2 separate regions of the Zea mays genome follow, and region 2 is linked to region 1. Evidence: chromatin contacts called from public Hi-C data. All regions are on one chromosome and are shown on one strand. Each heading gives the region's core, a stretch centred on a gene start, on an enhancer-like site or on the middle of the called end of the contact. The rest is flanking DNA. Distances are from core to core; before and after follow the strand shown. Region 1 has its middle 62 kb from the start of LOC100384101. Region 2 holds the start of LOC100280929.

Region 1 (5,089 bases), core at 389-2,888:
GACGGCAGTCAAGCGGGACCTTTGTCTGATTCGTGATTTCTCAACGAGTGCTAGTCCCAAGGATTTAGCTTTCAATCTTCTGAGGAGGTTCAGTTCGACGAGAGATAGAGTGCGCACTTCCTGAGCAGTTTCTAAGCGAAGAATCACTTCCTTGACTATGGCCAGTTGAAGTTTCGTGTCTCCTACTTTCACTCTCCTCCAAGCTTTGATGGCCTTGGCTGTTCGCGCCAGTTTGATGTGCAGGCGCAAGAGTGGTTGCTGGACAGAGGGTAACGGCTTATTCCAGGCCGAGTATACCGCTTCTTTGAATCCGTCAATGCGTGTCCAGAAGTTCTCGAAGCGGAAGGAGGTGTTTGTTTTGCGCATTATCTCCCCCTGTAAGAGCAGAGGGGTGTGGTCCGACATGAGGGAGGGTAGGGAGTGGATGTAGCAGGTTGGGAAGAGGAGCTCCCAATCGGGCGTGCAGAAGAACCTATCAATTCTTGTCATGGTTGGTTCAGCCTGCCCATTGCTCCAGGTGAATTGGCGGCCATTCAGACGAAGTTCCTTAAGGTGGATGTCATCTATGTTGGATTTGAATGAACCCATGAGGCGCCTATTTAGGTTTAGATTGTTCTTGTCTGAAGCCTGGTAAATGAGATTAAAATCCCCAAGGACTAGCCACCTCTCGTGCCCCTGGGAGACAAGGGCCCTCAATTCCTGAAGAAACAGGAGCTTGTCTGCATCGGATTGGGGCCCGTAGACCACTGTAATCCACCACTCTGTGCCGTCCGCTTTCAACTAATAGGGGTCTCTATAGATGTCTGGGAACGTGTAGCCCCCTTTGGAGACAAACCGATCATCTTTGCCATTGACCTCTTTGGACGCGCTTTATGCACATCCTAAAGCAGCCCCATCTGACTGAAAACACGGTGAAGGTAGACCTCGCCTCCACGTAGCTCAATGCTTTTGTGAACTTCATGCTCTGTCACTGGTCCAACTAAGTCCTCTGCTTCTTTCTCAATCTCCGCCATAAAAATGTCTCCCGAGTGATGACCTAAATCGATAGCAAAAGCGAGATTAAAATCTGCTTTAGAAACCTTGCGAAGTCCCTTCGCACCACTGGCCCAACACATGATCCGTGACCCAGCGGCCAGACTCTGCAGGCCAGTTACTCCTCAACCAAGTCTTGGTCGCTACTAGTTCTAGAGGCGATGCTGAAGACTCAGTCGTTGCGATCCTTCTCCGCGGCCTTGTAGCGCGGAAAAGCTTCAAAACTGAATGAAGACATCACACTCGCTAAGGCCAACCTTTGCCATTCAGGCAATAAAGATAGAACCAATTTTCTGTCCATCCACCCCATTTATTCTTCACGCACAGGGTGTGCCAGTGTAAAAAAAGCTTCACAAAGACCTTGACTAATGGTGTCCCCCCAAAAGTGGTCATCGCCCACACAAACTTGCTCAGGGAAACTATGGCATTCAAAGTTAGTTGATGGAGCTAGACCCTAAACTTATCCAAAACTTTTAGCAAAAACTCAAGGCATGGCAGTTGAAGTCCTACACCAAAACGGTTGTCGAATACCACAAGCTCACCCACCGTTGCAGCGTGGTTTCCACATCTGCAGCCCTGCCGAATCCCACTGGGAAATAACCCAACGACTTCGAGCTGAGGTCTTCGGTTGGCCCAAATCATAATTTTCTCGGCCTAGCCCACCAGAGCGGCCAACCCTAACGGTGCGACGAGACGAAGAGTTCCTTGCGGACAGTGAACATTTGTTGTCGCGGTGATCCCACTGCTCGACCACCACCACCAAGCTACCGCCACTCGGAATAGGAGGCATGGCGGCGTACCGGGGATGGCAGTGACCAGCAGTATTCAAACGAGTCAGAATGATGAGACTGGCAGCACAGTCGCCGACGACGATGTAGAGGCGGAGGAAAGGAAACGCGTGGCAGTTGTAGGCGGGGAGAAATCAGACGTTGTAAAATCAACGCAACAGTAAGGGCTTGTTCGTTTCCACCGGATTGGTGGGTCGAAACGATTTCTAACCGGATTGCTTCTCTAATTTATATAAACTTTGTTTAGACGGAACAATTCCGGGTGCAATCCGATACAAACGAACAGGGCCTAAGAATGTCAGCATCCACGCGGACCCAATATTTATAGCAAAAAGAGAAAAGCATGTGAACGACACATGCTCTGTCTTTTCTAACGGTCATATCAGCACCCCCGACGCGATTCACCCAATGATCGAGGGCATCGTTCGTCCCCCTCAAGTGAAGACTTTGGGATCGTGTTACCCGATTTTAGAAGGCAAATCGAATACGAATCATGTATGTGTCAGGATCATAAACTCACGTATACATCGATTACATAATTGGACATTATCACACATTGCTCAAAATAATAGTGGAAAAGGACTTTATTACATCAAGTTGTCCAAGACATCCCCATAGTCATTAACATAACATAGTCATTAACATTATCAAAGTGCGGAATACGAAACGTAGAGATTCATGTTTGGTTGCTATTATAGTTTTTACTAGCGTTATATATGTGGTGGATGGATAACTTAGTGCAAGGTCACTTGATTATATAACTTATTATTTGTATTTCATTCTCTCTAATAATAATTTTATAGCAAACCATGAGCTTGGTGTTTATCACAAACTTTGGACCATGATCTCATTAATCATTACGATACTTATTGATTTTATGAGAAGAACAAGCATATTGGAGATAAAACCTGTGGGTAACCTGTGGGTACCCGCTAACCCGATGGGTACGGGTTTGGGCAAAATTTCAAACCCATCATGGGTACGTGTTTTTTAATGGGCATAGATATTTTTCACGGGTACATGTTTGGGATAGCAAAACCCAGCGGGTTTGGACCCGTTGCCATCTCTACACTTACCGATAGCAGCTGCATGACACGAGGTACATGCATCTTCCTCTACATCTTCGTGGAGAAAGCCAGACCAGCGTTGTTCCAGGTGGAGCTAGAGAAGATCGCCTCAGCACCCTTGTTGGTGTGGTGGCAGGTCTTAACACCGACCTAGACAGTGCTACCCTAGACCTCTCTAGGGTACATGAGGAGCTAGAAGATGCACATGCAAGGATTACAGCCCTAGAAGCTCAACTTGAAGGAAGGAACCCCCTGAAGCTCAAGTCCCGACCATAGCCGTGTCCTCGCCCCATAAGAGAATCCGCTATGGAGAACCAGGATCTATGACCAAGCTGCTTTAGATTTATAAGTCATATTGTAATAAGATCAATTTTGCATTAGACGATGAACCTTATCATGATACTATGCTTACAATAACAACCATGTGTTGGTGATGTTTGCATAATGGTTGGTTTGGATTTTTGCTTGAGTGCAATGGTCTTATTGAATGGTGGTCATAAGAACTTTTAAAATTAACAAATAATCTTAACTTTAGTTATAAGCTATTCCTCCTAGAATTTTTCTCTGCACTTATCTAAAGGTTGCACTTTCTAACCAACTAGATGGTGAACGCTCGCTCAAGTCCCAGGAATACCCAAAATTAGTGAACTGGTCAGCAGTTGCCACCACCGCCACCAAATCCAACAATGGAGCAATTTATCGCAGCACAAATGCAGCTTCTGCAAGGTCTTGCTGCTTCAGTGCAACAAATTCAACAAAACCAGCGGAACCAGTAACAACAGAATGCACCCCAAGCCAGGGATAAGCATAGGGATTTCATGAGCCCTCATCCCCCTGTTTTCTCTCACTCGGTTGATCCCTTGGATGTCAATGACTGGCTCAAGGTGATAGGCAAGAAGCTAGACATTACACAGTGCAATGACCGAGAAAAGGTCTTATATGCTTCTGGAAGACTGGAAGGAGCCATGTCCGACTGGTGGGATGCCTTCACTGCGGCCCATGCAAACGCTGACGATATAACATGGCAGGACTTTCAGGAGAACTTCCGTGCTCATCATATTCCCTCAATAATAATAAAGCTTAAGAAGAAAGAATTTTTATCTCTTACTCAAGGAAACATGTCCGTTAGTGAGTACCGTGATCGCTTCACTCAGTTTTCACATTACGCACAAGAAGAAGTAGACACTGACGAGAAGCGCCAAGAATGTTTCTTGTAAGGCTTGATTGGACCTTTGAACTATTAGCTGCAGAGCCACAGTTTTCCGAACTTTCAGACTCTGATCAATAAAGCAATTGGCTTGGAAAGCAAAAGGAAGGGATTGTTTGATCATAAAAGGAAATTTCAGTCACAAGGGCAGACCAGCAGGAATACCCGACAAAACAACTCCCAAGGTTCTCAATTTTGCTTTGGAAATCAGAGTGGGAATAACAATTATCAAATGCAACGCTCTAGATAGCAAGGCCAGAAAAGCAATCAGCAGAGAACTAATTATTAGCAAGGAAACTCTATGAACACACAGGCCAGGAATAATAATCCGATCACCCAGTTCAGCCCAATGTGTGCTTCAAGTGCGGAGAAACTAGGCACTATGCCAATAATTGTCCAAAGCGCAACACTCGGACACCTCAGAAAAACAACAGTCAACGGGTTGACCAAGGAACACATGTTCGTAACAACACTCAAGGTAAAAGTTATCAAAACCAGAACAAGGGAAGGGTTAACCATATCACCGCAGAATCAGCTCAGGACGCACCAGACGTAGCACTTGGTACGTATCTCATTAACTCCATACATGCTTCAATTTTGTTCGATTCTAGAGCATCTCATTCATTTATTAAAGGGTCATTCGTGGAAAAACATAACATACCAAAGTATCCTCTTAAGAAGACATTACTTATTAACCAGCTTACTTTATGAACTTGATGAATAAAGTATTCATGGAATATCTTGACCACTTTGTTGTGGTATTCATCAACGATATACTAGTATACTCTTAGAATGAAGAAACACATGAAGATCATCTGAGACTAGTTCTACAGAAGCTTCGAGACAACCAGTTGTATTCAAAATTCTCAAAGTGTGATTTTTGGCTGAAGGAAGTCGCTTTCCTAGGTCATATTATCACAGATGGAGGAATCAAGGTAGACCCCGGTAAAATCAGTGAAATACTAAATTGGAAACAACCCACAAATGTGTCAAAA
Region 2 (5,217 bases), core at 2,663-5,162, 410 kb before region 1:
ACGCTCACATACCATCCATCTAACAAAAAAAAATCCCTCAAAAAAAAGTGATCATCCTCAAATTAAACAATGGTCCATTTGACCATCCTATCAAATGGTCTGTCGTGACCAAACACATGATAGACAAAAGACCACAGACAGCGATAGGTGCTCTCTTAAGGGGGTGTTTGGTTTCTAGGGACTAATGTTTAGTCCCTTCATTTTATTCCTTTTTAGTGTATAAATTGCTAAATATGGAAACTAAAATAAAATTTTAGTTTCTATATTTGGCAATTTTAGAACTAAAATGGAATAAAATCTAAGGACTAAACATTAGTCCCTAGAAACCAAACATCCCCTAAGTCTTAATGCCCAAACCAAAGTGAGGGACTCGCTTTCTCTTACCACCGGTAGCCAAAACCCGATATGCATTGCAGCGCCGCGTCCGTTTCGTTTTCGACACAGACGACGACCCTACATCTCGTGGACCAACAGGGACAGGTTGTTCCGGCGGCTAAGGGCCTGATTGGTTGCCGTATCTAGGCAGTATGGCCGAGCGAGTCAGGTCCGCGGCAGCCTGGCTGTGCATCGCGTGAGCCTGGCTCCACAGATGCGCAGATTTTGGTCGCATCTCCAGAGCCTGGCCCGAGCTTCTTTTTTGCATCGCGAGACACAGGCGCTGATGCATATGCGGTAAACCAAACAAGCGACAAAGTAGCACGCGCCTGGTTACGTGGATGCAACCTACAACCAAACACACTACGACCGCATACTGTGAGCCTGGTTGGCCTATATGCGGGCAACCAATCAGGCCCTAAGGTTCACACCGCAGCTTCCTCGTACATACGCTGCGAGAGCGAGTTGAGCCGGCGCCGGGCGCCCGCCACGGCGCGACCACCAATGCAGTTGATCATACGGAGTATATGCGTGGGGCGCTTACTATAGCACCGTGGTCAAATAATGACATGTACTGTCCGGCGGTGTTCCTGTCATAACCGCAGCGCGTTGACTGTGCACCGATATTAATTTCCCTGTTCGAACGACGCCGACGCCGATGCCGATGCCGACGCCGACGAGAGCTAGCTTCTGAATTCTGATCCAGCAGTTCGTGTGGGTGTGGCACTGGTTTTCGGCAGCATGTCCGTTCTTTCTGTGCTTCAGAAACTCAAGAGTTCAGGATTCCTAAATCCTCTTGTTCTAGCAATTGTAAGCTTTTGTCAACTATTCAAAATCGCACCAACAAAGCAATTAATAAGAAGCCAAGCATCTCAAAGAAGAAAGAATCCAACAATACGAATTTCGATACATCCTCTCAAAGAAAGCTTTTTTTTTGTTTTTTGCAGGAAACAAAAAAAAAAAGAATCGGTACACGTGCCAACGAACTGGCAATCCGGACTCGCTCGGTGCAGACTGCAGGATTGGCTTGCAGAGACAAGCCTGACAGGGAGTCAGGGACGTCACCGTGGCGGGTCCCGCGGAGGCGCCGGCCACCAAGCAGAGTCCGCCCAGCTCGCCGGCGGGGAGCCGGCTCCTTCTTGGCTCACGGAGCGGCTGCCCTGCGTCCACCACTGACTGCTCGCCACGCCGCTGCTCTCACCTCCTCCGCCGAATCTGAAGAGCACCGGGAACGACGAAGACGCCGATCCGGACGCCGCGGAGGGCACGGTCGCCGCAGGCGCCTGGTCGTAGAGTCGCGGTGGATCGGCGGGGCACTGCAGGAACCTGGCGTACTCTGAGTACTCCTGGCCACCCGCCAGCGCCAGCGCCTGCGACTCGAGCAGCGCCTCGGGCCTCTGCGGCGGCGGCGACGGAGGAGGAGGAACCGCGGCCGCCGACGGTGGCGCCGCGAGCGTGGCGGACTCCGGGAAGTTGAGCTTAGCGCGGCTGCCGCGGAACCTGAGCGCCGCCACGTCGTACGCCCGGGCGGCGGCCTCCGCGGTGTCGAAGGTGCCTAGCCACACGCGCGCCGCCTTGTGAGGATCCCGGATCTCCGCCGCCCACTTACCCCACGGCCGCTGCCGCACACCGCGGTACCGCCTCCGCGGCGTGCCGGAGCCGGTGGAGGACGGCGAGGGGGGCTGCGAGCTAGAGCTGGGTGACGCCGCCGTCGCGGGAATCCGTGCCGCTCCGTGCTCTGCTGACGGAGAACAGAGGAGCAAGAATATCGCGATTAGTTACTAGTATTCACTACTGACATTGCTCAAAGATCACGCTTGACAACACACAAACGAAGCTAATTTAAATTATACGGAGTAGAAACAAAACAATCACTCTTGTAACTCCGTTTTTTTATGGGACAAGATCATGAATATTTTGCATTTCTGTTCAATTGAAGTGTGGATGATGGGTCTGAATGAACTGTTAAGAGCGCGCGGTGGAGTTTGTTGTTTGAATTAAACGTGGTGCTCAATGGAACAGTTTCAAACTAAGCCTCATACTAAAGCAACGGAATTTGGAGTGTCTGGATCCGTCTCTGTTTATTAATACTAAAGCAATGGAACAGTTTCAAACTAAGCCTCATACTAAACGTGGCGCGCAGGATTTCCCTATATGCGATGAAACTCGCATGCGATTTTCGCTGCCTGTGGGAGCCGAACTCCGAAACTCCACTTTAATACCGTTTTATATATCTGATCCACTTGTATTGTATGTTGACAAATGATAGTTTAAAATACGTGAAATATTCTATCTATTTACTCGCTAGCTATTTTTTTTTCCATATTTTCTATTCACGTAGACAAGAGAGTGAATCTAGCTATTTCATCCATTAAGAACGCTTTTAGAGCGTGTCCTCTCTTTTCTTTCCCAATGCAGCAGTGACACAGTGGTGCTATTATTCTAAGTTGTCATGTACGAGAAGCCAGAGCTTTGGTATTAATAACTCATTAGAAGTGTGCGAGTGCAATCAACAGTGACATGCTTTGGGTTGGTAGTGGTGGGAAAGCACATTCGTCCATGTATCTTGTACTCGTGGCAAACGTGTGAAGAGAGGCTGAACAAGTTCACGAGGAACAGAGGCTAGGTAAAGGAAGAAGGAAAACAAATAAAGGGTCACGCAGCACCGTACACAGTAGATGCATTTCTAGAAGTCATTGGAAGCCATGTTTGGTTTGTCTCGAATGGTTTCTCTGGAGTCAGATCAGTAGGGCTGTTTGTTTTCAAGGACGATTCTGGCTCTTTTGTATTACCGTGGTCACGACACCGAAGAGATCGAGAGCCTTGCCGAAGTCCAAACAGAGTTGTCATGGATGTGAGCGTCCGTGACGGGTGGTAAGTGTGCAGTACTCCACCTTTTCAGCATGCAGTATACTCACTCCACTGCTGATGCCATGACAAGAAGAAGCAACTCAAGCAAGCATACGGACTACCGACTACGTAAATAAAGAGAAGGAAAGAAGATGGGACAGAGCGACGGCAAGGGCTGAGCAAAGTACGCGTGGTGCACGAACGGGAACGGTCGCTAAGGATGAGCTGCGGCTCTGCTCTGTTCGGAGCGAGACAATAGGAACAAAGATGCACAAGGACAGAGGGTTACGGGATCCAGGTAGCTAAACGAGGGAGCGTGCATTGCATCGACTGTCGGTTACCGTGAGCGGCCGGTGCAGGAAGAGAGGGCGGCGGCGTTACATCTCCGGCGTAGTAGTCGCTCCACCACTGGCCCTCAGGCGATACCTGCTGCTGACGGGCACCGGCCGTTGCCGGCGGCGTTGCCCCGCCAGCGACGACCGTGGCCAGCGCGTCGACCATCATGGACGCCTCCCGGCTCCGCTCGTACCCCGATAGCATTCGCCACGCCGCTGCCGGCTGCTGGCCGTCCTCGTCGTCCTCCTCACCGCCGGCGCAGCAACGACAGGGCCCTCGTCCCTCCGCGTTCGCCACCTTGGGCGCGCAGCACATGAATGTAGTATGTATGGCCTGTGCGTCCCTCGTCTCGTCGCCACCATGTGCGCATACATATGTATATATATATGCGGCGCGTGGACACGTGTCCGGCTCTGGGAATTTCCACGGCACTTTGTCGACCGAAAGTCAGCTCCGCCTCCGCCGTCTTGCCTACAGTAAGTGACCTCGCACAAACGAGGTGCAATGCATTCGTCCAGGGAAACCCGATTCGGGCGTGCTTGTTTGTTCGTTTCCTTTGTCCGTACGGCAAATTTGTACTACACTACTACAGCAGTGCAGGAGCAGGAGCAGGAGCAGAGCAGGATGGTTTCCATCTACAAGTTCGCTTCATCTAGACCAGACGGTGGAACGAGTCTGGTCGACGATTCACTTATGTGTTCTGGTTTGATGTATACGGTGTTTATTTTGTCTTTACGTGACTCCTATCTAAACACTATAAAAACTGGCTGTTCTCTTTTACCTTTACTTGTACATCTAATCAAACACAATTTAGAGGTACGTACAACAGTATTTTATTTGTGTTAGTTCATTACTTCGAGTATTGAGACATAAAAGAATTACGTATTGAATATGTATATGGATAAATGGAATGGAAGAGAATTCGGGAGCAAATTGGATGCGAGTTTAATATTATATTAAACTGAGACCCGACTGTTCGCGCGATTTCGTAGGTTCACACATGGCCGACGGATGGTTGACCACCACGAGTTGTGTTTGACCACATGTGTGCGTCCAGATTTGGTGGTTTCGGTGCCACTGTGATTACCCGCACAGGTACGCTGTAATTATACTACTACTCGTAATTGCAGTAAGAATACATTAATTACCTACTTGTCCCTGTTATCCACCACGACGCATTAGCGAGGAAAGCAGTAGCAAAATCCGAATAGGCCGTTGCCTTGTCCCACCAACGCGTTCTCCTCATAGCCAAGAATTCTTTATACAACTACTACACGTGTGTTAAAAAGGTCCGGCGCCGCGGTGCGATGCTGACGACCATGACAGACCACTCGGGATGAAAACGGACGGAAAACCCATTCTCCCGTTTCCGTATCCGTATTTTATCATCGGAAACGGGATCGGGTCCGGAATAGTCGAGAACGAAAACGGAAGCAGGATAAACGGAATTGCGAAAACAAACAGAAACGAAAATATTAACGGAAACTCATAATTTAATACAAATAGAAATATTATTGATGTTTGACTAGTGATTGATTGGCAGAACAATAACATAAAACAAATAGATATAGAGAGGCAACATTCTTTTGTTGTTTGGTTGCTAAATGTGTACATTTAGCTACATCTGATGTTGTTTAAGACTTTAGATCACTTGTC

What was found. Hi-C and Micro-C count contacts between places; a contact is called where the count stands out from the background.
Region 2: a Hi-C map of tassel shows a contact between it and region 1, with 2.6 times the contacts expected there. The contact joins the promoter of LOC100280929 here to the enhancer-like site in region 1. A contact is called at or near these places in 2 of 25 Hi-C or Micro-C datasets (ear and tassel).

Annotation. Positions count from the first base shown.
Region 1 is chr4:221,703,465-221,708,553 of Zm-B73-REFERENCE-NAM-5.0, reverse strand. No RefSeq gene overlaps it. Among protein-coding and RNA genes, the nearest start is that of LOC100384101, 62 kb to the right of the region's middle. Within about 2 kb of position 1,638, at least 13 of the 20 cell types and tissues checked have an H3K27ac peak or open chromatin away from gene starts, as enhancers often do. A contact at or near this core is called in ear and tassel, where this site is marked.
Region 2 is chr4:222,111,463-222,116,679 of Zm-B73-REFERENCE-NAM-5.0, reverse strand. LOC100280929 reads right to left here and starts at 3,912. Exons shown (of 2, transcript NM_001367151.1): 1 at 3,567-3,912; 2 at 1,281-2,113. The coding sequence starts at 3,876. The coding sequence ends at 1,437.